Linked DNA regions of Mus musculus: region 1 is linked to region 2. The links are chromatin contacts, called in public HiCAR-type maps. All regions are on one chromosome and are shown on one strand. Each heading gives the region's core, a stretch centred on a gene start, on an enhancer-like site or on the middle of the called end of the contact. The rest is flanking DNA. Distances are from core to core; before and after follow the strand shown.

Region 1 (3,055 bases), core at 337-2,836, 1.3 Mb after region 2:
AATCCACTGAGCCCAATTTGTGCTAACCATATACTCCTGCCCCTAGGTATGAGGCTATCCACAGAAATTTGATCAACCAATCAGGGGACACACCCTTTAAAATGTCTATTCCTCCTCCAGAAGTAGGTGGGTGCTCATGATCCCCTCCCCATACCATGTTAGAATGCTGACTGGCTTGATCTTGTGCAGGTCTTATGCGGTAGTGTGAGTTCATGGGTAAAGCAGGCTTTATGAGTGAAGTAGACTTGTTCAGAAAACACCGGTTCACTCTTGTCTACCCTCTGGTTCTCATCATCTTTCCTCTTCCTCTCCCTCAATAGTCTTTGGGATTTGAAGGAAATGATGTAGATATTCCATTTGTGGCTGACACTCTGTGCAACATCTTTGTAAGACTGTTTCATTTCCTAAGTGATAATACTCTAGATAGTCATAAAATTTGTCAAATATCGTCACGCCCAAGTTCTCCACTAAATAACAACAGCAGCAATGATAATGTACAAATTCTGTATCTGCATTTTCTCAAATATTAACGACTGAAGAGTTCATAAGATGAGCAATTAAGTTCGTAGGGAATCTACAGGTGCGTGCCAAGGATAGGTTCTGGGAATCGTGACAAAACATGATGGCTGTTAATAATACTAAAGGTGAGTGTGGAGGAACCTCTCGAGGAGAGGTGAGAGGGCCGGTGGCTGTGTTGCTTTAACGTGTTCTGCTTTGCTTCCAGTGAGGTCTGTTTACAATGTGAATATTCAACCACGTTTTAGAAAACCTGCACCGCATCTACCTAATGGTTTTGTCACAATGGTAGTTCAGTATCTTCTTGCAGGAAAGAGGTCAGCTTCAGCGTTTCAGCACTGCGGACAGCTCCAGGGCGTCTGCGGGAAGGGGTGGGGTGGAGTAAAGGGGGCGTGGGTAGTGGAAATGAACACCAAAAGACTAAGTGACGCATCAGTATTCGGTTAAACCAGTGCACTTTTCACACCGTTTTTTTCCTTTGTCTGATCAAAGGAAACATAAAAATCTAGTGCCTTCTAACAACCCGGGACTGCTGTTTCCACTCACAGCGAAATGCCTTCGGCACAGCTGGGGACATAACAGAGACAAGGATTTTCGCAATGAATTAATTAAATCCTCACTACCCCAAGATGCACAAATAGTGACGAACCCCGATTGCTAAGCTTCAGGATGCGATGTGAGTGAAAACGAGCCCTGGTCTCTGCTTTTTCTGACGGACCTGAAAACCAGACCCTGTTGCTGCTGTTAGTCCCTTCCCTATCTCACGTCCCACCTCGTTGCTTTCACATCTACATACTCGCAAATATTTACACATTGTCACATCGGAGAAAGGCACACATGCACACACATTTTCCTGCAAACACTCGCGCACGGGTCCTTCCGCGGCTGCCCGTGTCCTGTCTCTCACCCAGACACAGACATTATTTACACACGTAGGCCAGGAAAGCGCTACCCACGGTCCTGTGACTCCACGCAGGTCCTCAGAACACGCCGTTTACACGAACCGAGATCGGCGAGCACAGACAAACCTGCCAACAAGTCTACTGGCTGGAATTCATCTCCATGGCAACAAACATGGAAGGTGAGCCCATCCATCCCTGCTGCCTGCGAAGTAACTTTCTCCCCCTTCCTCAGCATTCACCAACAGGGTTCCAGCGCCAGTCCCCAGGAGAAGGTGTCCTTTTTCTCTTGGATTTTAGAAACAGGAGAGCCGAGTGGGGGGCAGGGAGAGCTTGTAGGTTTGGTGAGCTCAAATTCTAAAAAGAAACGAATGCCTCTGCAGCTGCTGATGCTGTCAAGAAAGAAAAAAGAAAGAAAGAAAACGTGTTGTGTGTATACAGATTGCTGATGTTTCTCCCATAGTGTCTTGTAGGAAGTTTCCATGCTTCCTGCAGTTTAATATGTAGAAGGCAACTGGCGACAACGCAAGGTAGAACACTAGCAATGGTCTAGGCTTCTTTAGTGAGACATGTTGAGAATTTTCAGATCGACCAGTGCTTTGGAAGGAATGGGTGTCTGAGGAGCCAGCCAGTTGTTCTCTTAAGGAAAATCTCTCAAGGTTGACGTCTCCAGAGCTTTGGGGTAGATTCTTGAAGATCCGAGGTTTTGGAACTCTAGGAAACCAAAATGCATGCACTTCAGCATGATGAAGACATCTGGGTTTGTAATTTAAGGTTTTCTTTTGATTCCAACACATCCATTCCTAAATGATAGCTGTGTACAGATGTGGCCTCAGTAGTGCTTTCTGCTATTGCTTATTTAAACAGGATTTAGCAACCTTTATATTTGATGAAGGGTCTGTTGTTTTTGTACAGAAGAGCTTGTGATTTTTTTTTAAGCTTGAGTTTGCATGTCTTGTTTCATAAAATTACAAGTATCCTCTCATTAGAGTGCAATCATCTTGCACTCCAAGTATAACTATTTCAGATTTAATGTTTATGATGTTATTGCTAGATAAATAAACAAGAAGGAAAACCTGTTGATTAAAATAAAGACATGGGAGGTTCTTAGGAGGTGCCTACACTTTACCATTAGCTTCTGCAACTGCATGCTAATCTGTGGCAATTAAATAACCGTTTTTTGAAAAATGAATTTGATAGCTCCTAATCAGTAAATAATTCACAGTAAAAAATTTACCTACCACATTTACTCATGAACACGAAAGGTTACATAGCAGGTATAAAAATACTCTCTTTAGTCAGTTACTGGCAATAATATGATGTAAACAACTGAGCACAGAGGACGTTGTTGTTGTTGTTGTCAGTTATTTGTTGCTAACTACAAAGTGACTCCATGACATAGGGCCCTTTGATATCTACAGGTACTGCCATGGGCCAATGCTATGACTCATCAGGACTTAGAGAGCCCTGTATCTGACGTTTGCTATGAAAGAAAAGAGACACATTGAATGTGCTTGCTCACTACCAAAGTATCGAATCATTAATTCAAAATTAACAATCTTTTATCAGTGTCAGAATTCATATAACAATACACTTGAGTATTTCAATCATTCCATAGAGGGATGCTGATGGTTAATCGG
Region 2 (3,269 bases), core at 48-2,547:
GTCCCAGCAATCGCTATGGTAATTAGAACTACTTGTTATTATTGGTTAAGGAAAGATTGTAAATATACATTTTTTTTTCTGGGAAGATTGGAGACTATACCACAGTTTTCATTTTTAATTGGATATTTTATTTATTTACATTTCAAATGTTATCCCCTTCCCTGGTTTCCCCTCTGCAAACTCCCCTATCCTATCCCCCCTTACACTGCTTCTATGAGGGTGCTCCCCCACCAACCTATCCACTCCTCCCTCACTGCCCTAGCTTTCCTCTACACTGGGGCATCAAGCCTTCACAGGACAAAGGGCCTTCCCTCCCATTGATGCCAGATAAGGCCCCTTCAGCTCCTTCAGTTCTTCCCCTAACTCTTCCACTGGGGTTCCTGTGCTCAGTCCGATGGTTGGTTGCAAGCATCTGCCTCTGTATTGGTCAGGATCTGGCAGAGCCTCTCAGGAGATAGCTGTAATTTGTCCAGCTTTCCTTTCCTTTTTTTTTTTTTTTTTAATTTAACTTACATGAGGATGACATCATATTGCTGTGTGTTCAAGTGAAAACTGGAAGTTTTGATCTTGTGGTGCTTTCAGAAAGAGGTTGTCCTTTAAAAAAAAAAACAAAACAGAGCTACTACCAAATCTTTAGGAAAAGGAGCATAGATACCCTGGGTTCCCATAGGGCGGAGTTTATGCCCATCCATATTTTGGTTTTAGACATGCCTGGCACCAGTGCATATGCCTCTCTCCCCTGCCTTGTGAGTCCTCAGGCTGCCAAAAACTCAGTCAACTTAGCTGTGCCTCTCCATCAGCTTTGGTAACTCTCCAAGCTTTCTTAAGTTAAAATAAAGAAAATGGTAATTGAGTGAATTCAGTTCTGCCTTGACCTTCCATGAACTCGGTTTTCTTTGTAGGTGTTTTACCATTCGCTGTGCATCTGCGTTCAACTTCTTAACTACTGTGCAGCTTTAGGCAAGAATTTCTAAGAAGCCAGGAGAATCAAAGTGAGTGATTCTAAATCAGGCTGCACCGAGTTCATTGGAAGAGTGATTTACAGATGTGTTCAGATTTCCAAGATGGGCAGTGCATACCCACAAGGACAGATCTTCTTTGTGCAGTGGCCTAACTGTCACTCATAAAACACACAGCACTGTACTATCGCTAGGACCGTTCGGAACACCTGACAACTGTTGAACAAACACAGCAATTCATTAGAACCTCGGGAAGTTTTCTCTCGAGCAGTGTGAATAGGCTCGCTTAAGCTCCAGGACAGAATGCTAATGCAGCCAGCCTGTGATCAAAGTGGACTGGCATGCGCGGTTAGGACAAGGCATAACTCCACACTGGTGTTTCTGTTTGATTCTTTTGTTCATGGAGAACAGCACTGCCAGCGGAAGCAAGCGTGCACTCACAGGGGGCCACTGACAATTCCCAACAAGCGAATCAGGCAAGGCCAAGAAGTGTTCTGAGAGCTTGATGTATCCAAAGACAGTTTTGTTCTGATTTTCTTCTTCTTCTTCTTCTCCTGTAACTCAGGCCTCGCCATAATGTATTTTCATTACCCTGTGCAGACTGACTGGCCAGACAGCCACAGTCCCTCCCCATAGCCTGCAGAAGTAACCCTGGAAGCTGGCAAACACTCGGGGGCCTTTGATTGCTAGAGACAGGTTAAAAGCACTTACTCTGGGTTCACTGTAGCAGTGTGGTTGTGGAGGTCCTTGCTTTCCCTGTTTGATAACCAAGCAATGCTCCTGTCCCATGACATGTCACACATGTAATTTGTTTTTGTGCCCATCCTCCTCCCATCTCTGAGCTGGAATTAACAGTCCCCATAGACTCTGCTGTTACTATATTCAGACACAGCTATAATGGCTTTGAAGGGGAGCTTAATTCTGGTTTTCTTAATGCTCATCTTGTTTAAGATGACAAAGTAAGCTTAAATTACAAATTAACTCCTTCCTCAACATCCCTGATTGCTGTTACACCTGCAATGTGGAACTTTACTGTGACAATATACTGTAATAATAAAATCATGCTTTGAAAAGATATAGCTAGTGAAATTAAATATAATATTATACACTTGTGTGATCTCCATGAAACTATGTATATATTCATTTTTATTTCAAATGTTAATTAGTGGAAATCAGAGTCCAAAAATTCACCCAAGCATGCCTGGTCAATCACAAAAAGATTCAGGGCTAGTCAATAAAATGAAAATAATATGCTTAAGAAAGAATTGGAGACCACTTACACGCTTATGTACTAAAAATTAATTTTAAAAACTGGTATTAGTAGAACACCATATGAGGTTGCCTGCTATCCTCTCTATGTTCACATACTCACACATGCATGCACAAACCTGAACACACACAAGCATAAAATTGAATGAGGGAAAAAATATCACAACCTTTGATATGGTAGAGGATTTTTATCCTTCACCTGGGGATACAGAGCACAGACTTTACTTGGCAGATGGGACTTTGTAAAATAATATCCCATCTTGAAAGAGTGCTCTTTAGAAAATGAAGAAAAAAGTCATACCTGAGACAAAATATTCCAAAATAGTATTAAATGAACTCTTGAAAATCAAATAATAAATACATCTTGTAAAATATAAGCAGAAGCATCTAACAGAAACTACACTGCAGATCAGTGCAGTTGAAGGAGTGCCTGGAAACAGGGTGTTCAACCCCTGGTGCCTGTGGAAATAACAGTTGTAACTACAACAAAATGTCACTAAGTAACTATAGGAAGGGCTCACATTTAAGTAAAAAGGAACAAGCCTGAGAAAAGCTGGCAAAGATGAAATGGAACCAGTTTTTTAAATTGCTGTTGGAATTCAAAATATCATGAATTGCTTGGAAAGAAATCTAGCAATAACTTTAAAGTGAATTCACTTGGCCTGCCCAGAAGCCAGAGGCAAACCCACCATAGATATTAACCAGAGAAACAAAAAAGACATATCTCAACACAGACACTTACATATGAGTTATGTTAGAAACTTTATTCTTTATCACCAAGAAGGGAAATGCAGCTGTGCCTGTCAGCTGGCAATCAGTTTGCTTGATTATAATGCATCCACACAGTGCAAGCCTGCCCAGTGATAAATAGCAAAGTCACAGGAAAAAGAAATAGATTCACAAGCATTATGGTAAAATCTCTGAGACTCCCCTTCAGTGTTACCATCCCACACACACACACACACACACACACACACAAGTGCACACATTTGCCCCAGCTTACATGAATCCTGTAGAAGGAAACTTTGATGAAAGAAGTCA

Evidence for each region. HiCAR-type assays count read pairs that join an accessible place to other places.
Region 1: a contact with region 2 is called in a HiCAR-type map of astrocytes, with 4 times the contacts expected there. The contact joins the promoter of Ctxn2 here to the enhancer-like site in region 2. A contact is called at or near these places in 8 of 39 promoter capture datasets (the 3T3-L1 cell line, the C10 cell line, cranial neural crest and 4 more) and 1 of 115 datasets of contacts at active chromatin or transcription factors (astrocytes).

What each region holds. Positions count from the first base shown.
Region 1 is chr2:125,135,106-125,138,160 of GRCm38.p6, forward strand. It overlaps Ctxn2 (cortexin 2), which reads left to right and starts at 1,587. Exons shown (of 2, transcript NM_001162934.1): 1 at 1,587-2,175.
Region 2 is chr2:123,812,539-123,815,807 of GRCm38.p6, forward strand. No RefSeq gene overlaps it. Among named protein-coding and RNA genes, the nearest start is that of Gm39919, 16 kb to the left of the region's middle. Within about 2 kb of position 1,298, at least 55 of the 459 cell types and tissues checked have an H3K27ac peak or open chromatin away from gene starts, as enhancers often do. A contact at or near this core is called in astrocytes, where this site is marked.